2 separate regions of the Mus musculus genome follow, and region 2 is linked to region 1. Evidence: chromatin contacts called from public HiChIP or PLAC-seq data. All regions are on one chromosome and are shown on one strand. Each heading gives the region's core, a stretch centred on a gene start, on an enhancer-like site or on the middle of the called end of the contact. The rest is flanking DNA. Distances are from core to core; before and after follow the strand shown.

Region 1 (4,732 bases), core at 360-2,859:
TATCCTCCCATGTTATCTCTACTCCTTCCTCAGAATAGCATGGCTCCTCTGAAGCAGAAATAAAAGGACCCAAGAAGCCATTGAGTCAGGATAGGCCTTCCCCAGAAGGCTGGATCCAGTGTGTAGTTGGAGTATGTCAAAAGGCTCAATGCTTCTTACCAACCCCAACAGCTTTCATCCCAACCTGCTTGAGAGGTCGTATGAGCATGCTCCAAGATGCTGAGTCCAAGTGAAACCCCCAAGTAGTGGGAAGCAAGTAGAGGGTTGGAGTGAGTGGTCAGCAGGTTACTATTGAGTAGAGGGTGCTGTCCCAAAGCAAAATGTAACTAGCAGATGTGCAAGCCAAGTGGAAAGGAAAGTTGTACTTCAAACAAAATAGACAAGTCTGGTATGGTGACTCAGGACAACCACAAGCTTGAGGGCAGCCTGGGCTACATAAGGAACCCTTATCTATGAAATAAGTAAATAAATAGGAGTTCTGCATGTCAGGCTGCCAAGTAGGATACAGGAGGCCCAAGCAATTGAGAAATAATGGCTTCTTTTTGGCATATCTATGTCTGCATGCAATATTTGGGACATATTTATGCTAAGGAGTTGCTTGTTATTCAGTTGAAATTCAAAGTTAATTTAGCATCCTTATTTTTCTTGCCGAATCTTGAAATGTTATCCAGAAATGGTACCCAAGTCTTCAGTGCTCAGTCAAGGCTGACCCATGCTGTCCAAGGCTTCACAGCTCTTTAAACAAACACGTATTTACTATTTATGGGCATGTCCTTGCATACCTGTGTGAATTTATTCGAACCACATATATGCACAACAGAGGTCACAGTTCCCTGAACTGGCTCCAGGTGGTTATGATCTACCCAATGTGAGTGCTGAGAATCAAACACTGGCCTTCTGCCCGATGAGTAAGTGCTCTTGACCACTAAGCCATTTCTCCTGCCAACTCACTTTTAAAACGTAAATTTTATTTTCTTTATTATTACTGTGCATAATGTTACATGTATTATTACATGACCTGGTGCATACATGGAGGTCAGAAGACAACTTAATGGAGTCCATTTTCCCCCTTCTCCTTTATATAGATTCTAGGGATCAAATTCAGGTGGTCTGGTTTAGGCAGCACATACTTTTACCCATGGAGTCATGTCTCCAGCCCCAGATCTTCACTCTTGATATTTAGCAAGTCTAGTCAGCGGTGTAAAAATGGACCACTCCCTTGTGATATGCATTATAGAAGACTCTGCATAGAGCAAGCCTCTTTCTGCATGCACACGTGGGGTGCCAGGTCCCTGAGAATCTCGGTTTGTGTGGTGCAAGCCAATCTGTTGGCTGTGTTTCCTCTATGAACTTGCATGGCATCCTCTGACATCCTGTTTCCCCTCTGGAGCCTTGATTCTCAGCAGTTTGTTTTGCAAAGTTTAAACAAACATGGGATTGTTTTAACAGTTAATGGACTTGCTGATGTTGAAGCTCAGGTTTTGATAGTCTAGGGAACATAATGGCTTTAAGACCCAATCTCCTCCTTAGAGGAGTACTGAAGGATGAGAGACAAGACACCTTCAGATGTGTGGCTCACAGGCAGTGCCAGGGCTTTTCCACTGGAGATGTTTCTACAGATGGAAGGGCCCTGGCTGGGTTCCCATTCCCAATGGACAGCTGACTACCACTGTCCTGGGCTTTGCTAAAGCAAGATTTGTTTAAATAAAGGAAGCTATGGGGATGGAAGCAGCCAGGGAAGGAGGGGGACAGACTGTTGAACACCCAGGAGACTCTCTGCTTTGGCTCAGGGCTTGGCTTCAGGGCCTCAACTCTGAGGCCCCAGTCCCTTCCCACCAGAAGCAGACCTGGCTTCGTGTAAAGCCTGCTCCCATCAGTCTTGTTAGTCAACAGTCTTTGTGTTTCACTGCTAGTCTCTGCCATGAAAAGTCTGTCCCTACATAAGGCAAGTCACTATGGAGTCTGTGTAAGAGGCAGAGAGTACATGTTGAGCTCTAAGTGCTCCATGGCTTGTGGTTTCCAGTGCCTGTGCCTGCAACTTTGATGTGTTTAAGTGGAGCTTTGGCCCCCAAACCCCCATTCTCATCCTGAAGTGCCAGTGGAGGTAGCTTGGAAGAGCAGCTAAGGTGGTACTGAAGTGCACAGGCCTCACGGAGCCTGACAGCCGGGTGCCTGTCCTTGGAAGAACAAACAGGGCTAAGTCTCCAGGAAAGGAAAGAGGACAGAGCTAGGTAAAGGGACCCAGCTGTTCTAGTCCAATTTATCATTGTATGGATCACTTTAACGAGTCACTGTGGAAGTACAGGAATGGGGAAAGCCACCATCACCCATATCTCCACAATGACAGTGACAGAGGACCTTTACTGGAAAACAGTTAGGCAGAAGGATGGGGGGGGGGGCAAAGTAATAGATCTGGAGTCATGAGGAAGCTTTGACTACATAGTGAGGCTCCGTGTCAAAAAATAAATAAAAAAGAAGGAAGGAAGGAAAGGGAGGGAGGGAAGGAAGGAGGGAGGTGGTGCAGTGAGAGAACAAATCCCTGACTTCTTTCTCAAGCCACCTGGGTTGAGGGACCAGTGGGTCACCCTCTGTCTAGCTCACACTCCTTTATTCTCCTGGCTTTGGATGAAGATGCTACTATCTTCAAAAAGTGGTTTAAAAAAAAAAAAGAGCCTACAGTTTTGCTCTGCCCACCTAAGGAGCAGGTTATCTGTGAACCTGAGTACACCAGTGTGGAGTGGCTCAAGAGCCTGGCACACTCAGATGAGCTGGGGCTGCTCTTTTCCCAGGGTGGGTAGAGGCAGAAAGGCTACTAGGGCAGAGATTTAGGCCAGGGTGAGCCAGTACCCTCCCCAAGCCTGGGATCTTGTCTTGGAAGTGGTGTTGAACGGCCCTGTGCACTGAGTCAGGTGGGGGATGTCTGAGTTAAGAGAGAAGTGGGGATCCTGCCTCATGGTCTACCCAGCCTCTACTGAGGAAGCCACAGGCTTCTGTTGCTCCCAACACTGGCCGGCACTCATTCACCCTCTTGTTTCCTAGGAAAGCTCTCCCTGGAAGAATTCATCCGAGGGGCCAAAAGCGACCCATCCATTGTGCGTCTCCTGCAGTGTGACCCCAGCAGTGCCGGCCAGTTCTGAGCCCTGCACCCCCAGGACGCTACAGCTGCTTGTGTCCCTCCTGATTAGCTTTTAAACTTACTTCGGTTTTTGTTTTTGCCAAACAATATTGATGGTGACACTGTGCCCTCTTCAGTCAGATGTGCCCTCCTGTGACACTTTTGCCCCTTGCTTCTTTCATGGTGGATGTGAATGCCCAGAGCCCACGTGCTTGTGGAGAGCATGCACAGACTTCGTGGTGTTCCCCAGTGGATGGCTTTTTTAATCATCTTTTTTTTCCCCTTTGATTCTAATGTCTCTATCTTAAAACCTAAGCCCTGAGGGGCAAGACAAGGGAAGTACATTCAGCCCGGGGCTTCTTCTGCAAGCTTCCAGGGGCTTTGTTTGAAATACAAAACTCCTACCCTGGGTCTGTTGTCACACATGCCCTGGGAGCTAGAGCAGACACCTGAGGCTAAGTTTTTAAAGAACAGGTTACCCTCTGGGGAGAGGCTATTAAAGGCAGCTGGGACATTTCCCCCCAGAGGCCACTCCCTCTCACCCCAGCAGGCTGTAATTTCTAAGCTGTGAACTTTTCAAGGTAAATTAACAGAGATGGGAAAAGATGGCTCAGCTGTTTGTTTTGTTTTGTTTTGTTTTGTTTTTCTCCCACAGGTTTACATAGTTGAGCTAATACAAGTTTCTTTAAAAAAAAAAAAAATCAAACACATATTCAAATGCCAGACCCATCTTGCTGCCTACTGGTGATTTATAAAAGACTGCTGTATATAAAACATTGGATATTGCAGACCAAATTAAGTGTTTTGCCTTGTAAAATGCATGTTTAGCGAGCGCTAATACAATCTTACTACAGAAGACTGTTTTAGTAGCTTATTGTGAAGCCAACTACAATGAATGTCGATGTCTTGTTTTAAAGTCATAGCTGTCTTTGCACAAATGTACCAGTTAGCAAGTATATTTTATATACTCCATAAAATCACAGAATGGTGACAGGGGCCCAGCTTTGATTTCAAATGGCTTCCTAGAGTCAAGGTGGCTGGAGGACACGAGGAAGCCAACTGTCCAGGCATCCTGTCCACCAGAGCAGCACGGTGAGCTCCACAAGGACAAGGGACCAAGGCCCAGCAGCGTACTGGCAGCAAGCGCAGGTGCAACGCTTGTCTCAGCAGATGAATGTCCTACAGACGCAGAAAAACAGAGACTTCAAGCAGTTTAACCCACATCCTTGGTGGGGGAGCCACATCTAGAATGTTCATTTTTCCTGCCCCCAGGTACCCTAGTCAGGTGTGGGCTAGCCAGGTGATTCACCCATTATAAGAACCAGCAAAGGGACCTGCAGTGTCCAAGGCCAACCATGGGGGTCCCAAGAGCGCTCTTCCTCACTGTGTTCTTTGAATGCAGCAAAGTTGAGCTGCTGCCTCGGCTGGTCACCTCATGCACACTACTTTGAAATTAGGGCTGGAAATAAAAACTCCTGGCCACAGGCAAGATAAGGCCTCACAAACAGCTTACATCAGAAGATCTAAATACTCAAGAATGTTGGTGGCAGACCCTAAGAGGAGCAGCCTAAGAGGAGGCAGGAAGGTCTCTGTCTGGCAGGGGCCAAGCCGTGTCCT
Region 2 (4,698 bases), core at 1,453-3,952, 220 kb before region 1:
AAAAGCACCCTCCAAGGCTCCTGCTGAATAGTTGGTTTCCAGCCAATAGTGCTAAAGTGTGGAAACTTTAGGATTTTGGGGCCTTGGTAGGGAAAGTAGGTCACTAAAGGCAGGTCCTTGGTGGTCTCTTCCCCCAGGACCTTTTTCTTTGTCTCTCTTAGGAACAATTTTTGGAAATATTTAGAAGCACTGGGAATTCATATAGAAAAGTTTTTCCAAGTCAAGTTTAATGCAGAGAATAAATGGCCAAGTGTAGGGTTTTCAGAAACATCTTGTCTTTTGTAATGTGGACAACTGGCAAACCGGGGCTAATGCATATCCCCAGTTCTCTAGTCACTACACAGCTAGGTATTTGTGTGGAGTTTGTGGTTGGTTTGTTTGTTTGTTTTTATGATTTTTCTCTTCACAAGAATATAAGCCCTAGGAGTCAGGCACTGAGTGTCAGCCTTGATAATACCCACAGCCTCAGGAGCTGGTGTGAGACCTAGGCTGTAGTAGATGATCACTAAATATCTGTAGGTACAAAATCAAACAGTTCTTAGCTGGGGGTAAGGATGTGCTCACTGTACTACACTGTTAGAGAGCTGTCACTAGAGGAACATCAGGTTTTCTTTGATTAGGTTCATTAACAGTTTCGTTGTTTAGGAGAAGTGAGAAAGTGGGCTAATTGTATCTATCGATAGCAGAACTTGGAAGACGTTTCTAATGTCATGAAATAAGATGTAAAATTATCTCAACTCAAGGCAAGGAGAGTAAATGAATAAAGAGGCAAATTTGGAATGCCTATGTTTAGATTTACATCTCTGTTTCTCAGACTGAATGTAACAGCCAAGGGAAACAAAACAGCAGCAGACCTGTATGCAAGAGACTTGGGTTTATTGGCCGTGTGCTGATCTGAGCTCCCACAACTATATCCTTGTAGGATTTTAATGAAATCCCACCTCGGGTGTACATGGAAACCTCCTGGGGATGTAGCAAATTAACAAGCAAACGTACTGATGCTCGGGCCTCACCCTTGGGGGCTTTGATTATGCTTCGTTTTGGAAAGAAACTGTTTCATTTCATTTTGCTTTGGTCGCCAAGAAGATCTAACACAGAGCCTGGGATCGGAGCTTCTGCCTTGAGTGTGAACCCAGCATCCCAAATCTTTTCTTGTCTAGGATGTGGCGCATCCACTTGACCCTCAGTCATTCTTCCTTTGCCAATTTTCTCTCTTTCTCTCGATTCTTCTCATCTATATGCATTGTATGTTGTTTTCCATCTTTGTGAAGTCTCCATCCTGCACAGTCCCTTTCCTGACAAAAGAATTTGCCAGCCCCATGGTCTCCACTTCCTCCATTGGACCTCACTTCTTTCAGAGCTTCACCCTCCATTACTCCACCAACTTCGTTCTACAGGGATCTCTGTGACCTCTACGTTGCTAGATTTAGGGCTAAGTACAACTTACTGGCTATGGTGGCTTGAATGAGAATGTGTTGGACTAGTTGTTCCCCAGCTGAATTGTTTGGGAAGGATTAGGGAGTTATAGTCTTGTTGGAGGAGCTGTGACACTAGGCTGTGAGGTTTCAAAAAACTTGAGTCATTCCAGTGTGCCACCCTCTCTCTGCCATGTGGTTGTAGATCAAGATGTGAGCCTTCAGCTGTCATGGATTCTAAGAAACCATAAGCCCCAATAAACTCTTTATTCTAAAAGTTGCCTTGGCTACAGTGTCTTATCACCGCAATGGCTAAGTAACTAGGGCAATGGTTAAGGCCTAGCTTGAGAGTTTAACAAGCCTAAATTGGACTTATTCCAATTAGCTGTAGGGCTCTTCTGAAGGTTCAGTCTCATCTACAAAATGAAAGCCCTAGTTTCAGGCTCAGGATCTGGGAGAGCTTGTCCATGGATTAGTTCATTTCTCTGAGTGAGGAGGAGTTACTCTGAGAGGGTTTTGTAAGATTGCCTTCCAGACAGATCCCAACAGCTTAACATCTAAAACACAGCCCAGACTGACTACCAGTGCAGCAAGCTCAGAGCGTTCTACCAGCTATTTAGGCATGAAACACACAGGAACATCCTGCTTGAAACCATTGCTGTCCTGTTATTTTTAGCTCTGCCTTCTCTAACATGTTTTCTGCTGGAAGTCACGGAAGAATAGGCTGCACTCAGAACACAGTCCAAACTTCAATCTAGCCTGCCCACTCAGACAGCCTCAGCTCCTGTCATCCACTTCTAAACTTCTCTAGACAACCAAGCCCAGGCAGTCACAGTTTGAATGGCTCATGATGAATAATTGGTTCTCAACCAGTGGCACAAAAAGGATCTGGACCACGCTCGAGGAAGCAGGTCATTGACAGCCTCTTCCTCTGCCTGCTTTCGTTGTCTCTCTTTCTCTACATCCAATCCACCATGAGGTGAAGTTCTCCTCTACCACCAGTCATTCCTGTCAACGTGATGTTCTCCCCATGAATCCGGAGCTAAGCAACAGTGGACTGACTGAACCTCTGAAATCATGCTCCCCCATAAGTTGTAGTTTGGTCTCAAAAGGAATGAATAGGCTGTTCCACATGTGCACGAGAACCTCTGTATGAGAGGTTCCCACTGGGTAGGTGGATACCCTCTAACTCTCGGCTAACCACCTCCCCCTCATGCTGCCTCAGAGCCCTTCATCTTCTGTAGATTCTTCTGCATCACATTCCATCTCAGATCCTCATCTCTAACAATGTACACGTGTACATGTAGATAGGAATCTGCAGTTGATCTCAGAGCTTAATATATGTGTTATAGTGATACTTCCGTTTCTCTATCTAGGTTTTATGTTTTATGAGAACAGGATTTTACTCTTATTATTGGCTGTGCACTCCTGTGGCTTGGCATAGTCAAATATTCAGATTGTTTTCAAAGTGGCTAGTGAATAAAGTGAATAAAGGCATAAATGGTGAAGAGAGAATTCGATGTTGAAGGATAGCAAGTCTAGGTCACAGAGAGTGGCAGGAGAGGACAATGAACAATGCTCAGCCCTGAAATTACTAATCAGAAGTCCTTGGAACAAAAGAAAGAGGTCTGGGTCCATCAGGTGAAGAAAAGCTTTGGAACCATTTATTTGGTGCCACTTCTCTGTGCACCTGTTTTAGCACATGCCTCAGGAGGAAGTCATCCTAGTTTTCTTGCACAGTATAGAAAAACATAAATAATGCAATTCAGAGTTTGCAAAGTGAGTGATACAGAACCTGGTGTTTCTATCCTTAATTCTACCCACTCTCTAAGAGGCCCACCACCACTCCATCGAAATGTCGCTTCTACCTAGTTTGGCTACAAGAGGCATTTCCACTTACTTATGCTGAGACTCAGGACACCCTGGAGTTTTTAATGGACCCAAGGGAGGCGACTCAGCTGCTCAGTCCCTGGCCTTTGGATTCAAATTCTGGCTCTGCAACTTGCTGAGTGCCAGTCTGTAGGTTAAGAGTGGTGTCCCGCATCTGCTCAGGGCTCGGGCTTCTGGGCATGGTGGGATGTGGGAACTTTGACTGGCTTACCCCATACTACCACAGGGGCGGGGGAGGGGGCGGGTGTTGGGCTGTGAGAAGCTGCGGGATCCTGCTCTGGGGGTAAGGAAGCACAGTCTAAGGTACCTGTGGACTGCTGAAGTTGGCTCGGGGTCCCTGGGCCTGCACAGAGGCCAGGGACGGCAGGGTCTCGCTCTTGGGTACTGCAGATGCTACTGCTGCTGGATCTCGCAGAAGAGCTGAGAACAGAGTAGGGGGCCTGAGGGTGGGCTCTGGCCCAGGGCGAAGGAAAAGGGCAGGAGGAGGGTTCCGGCTGGTTACATCGAGGGGAGAGTCCTTGTCTTGCTCAGTGGCTAGCTTGGTTTGGGGTAAGCTGTGTCTGGAAATGCAGAGAGTTCTCCCGTGGGAAGTTAGGAGTGGCTCTTAGAGGAAGACCTGCTCCATTCGGGTCCAAGAAGAGGCAGTCCATGGTTTCAAGGCGTTTATTGTAGAGAGAGAGGGAGAGAGTAGAGAAATAGAGGTCAGCCATGGCCATGTGGAGAGGAGAGAGGGAATGTGAGAGAGGGGAAGCAAGAGAGAGAGAGTCAAGAGTAAGAGAGTAAGAGTGAAAGAGTAAGAGAAGGAGGAGGGGGCCAACAGCCCCTTTTATAGTGGGCTGGCCTACCTGGCTGTTGCCAAGTAACTGTGGGGAGGAACATACCTGGTTGTTACCAGGTAACTGTGGGGGTGGAGTCCAGGCAGAATACCAGGGACTTGGGGTGTTGCCCTATGTGACTGATGGCCACACCCCTCTCTACAGGAGGCTGTGGAGACTGTAGCTGTGAAAGGAGCCGGGGCCCAAGGGGCGTGGCCAAACACCTGATATTTCGTGTAGGTGATAAGTCACCCACGGGTCTCAGGGGTTCAAAGCATGCACTGGACCAGGGACCAGATTGTCTGTGCACAGCTCACTGCCCCACACCAGTCTGAATACATGAACTTCTTTAAGTCTTTTTATTTATGGTGGCACATGCCTTTAATCCCAGCACTTGGGAGGCAGAGGCAGGCAGATTTCTGAGTTCAAGGCCAGCATGGTCTACAGAGTGAGTTCCAGGACAGCCAGGGCTACAAAAAGAAACCCTGTTTCGAAAAAAACAAAAACAAAACAAACAAACAAAAAAATTAAGAATAGTCACTACTGAAGATGCTTCTACACAGTGAGTTGGTCAACTC

What was found. HiChIP or PLAC-seq counts read pairs in DNA pulled down with a chosen protein or histone mark.
Region 2: an H3K27ac HiChIP or PLAC-seq map of T-cell acute lymphoblastic leukemia shows a contact between it and region 1, with 2.1 times the contacts expected there. The contact joins two enhancer-like sites. A contact is called at or near these places in 1 of 39 promoter capture datasets (embryonic stem cells), 3 of 484 Hi-C or Micro-C datasets (embryonic stem cells and myocytes), 1 of 115 datasets of contacts at active chromatin or transcription factors (T-cell acute lymphoblastic leukemia) and 1 of 9 other capture datasets (embryonic stem cells).

What each region holds. Positions count from the first base shown.
Region 1 is chr15:37,367,233-37,371,964 of GRCm38.p6, reverse strand. Ncald (neurocalcin delta) reads left to right here. Exons shown (of 4, transcript NM_001170868.1): 4 at 3,040-4,732. The coding sequence ends at 3,137. Among named protein-coding and RNA genes, the nearest start is that of 4930447A16Rik, 56 kb to the left of the region's middle. Within about 2 kb of position 1,609, at least 8 of the 459 cell types and tissues checked have an H3K27ac peak or open chromatin away from gene starts, as enhancers often do. A contact at or near this core is called in T-cell acute lymphoblastic leukemia, where this site is marked.
Region 2 is chr15:37,591,880-37,596,577 of GRCm38.p6, reverse strand. It overlaps a transcript of Ncald not described here. Among named protein-coding and RNA genes, the nearest start is that of Gm24833, 9.3 kb to the left of the region's middle. Within about 2 kb of position 2,702, at least 8 of the 459 cell types and tissues checked have an H3K27ac peak or open chromatin away from gene starts, as enhancers often do. A contact at or near this core is called in T-cell acute lymphoblastic leukemia, where this site is marked.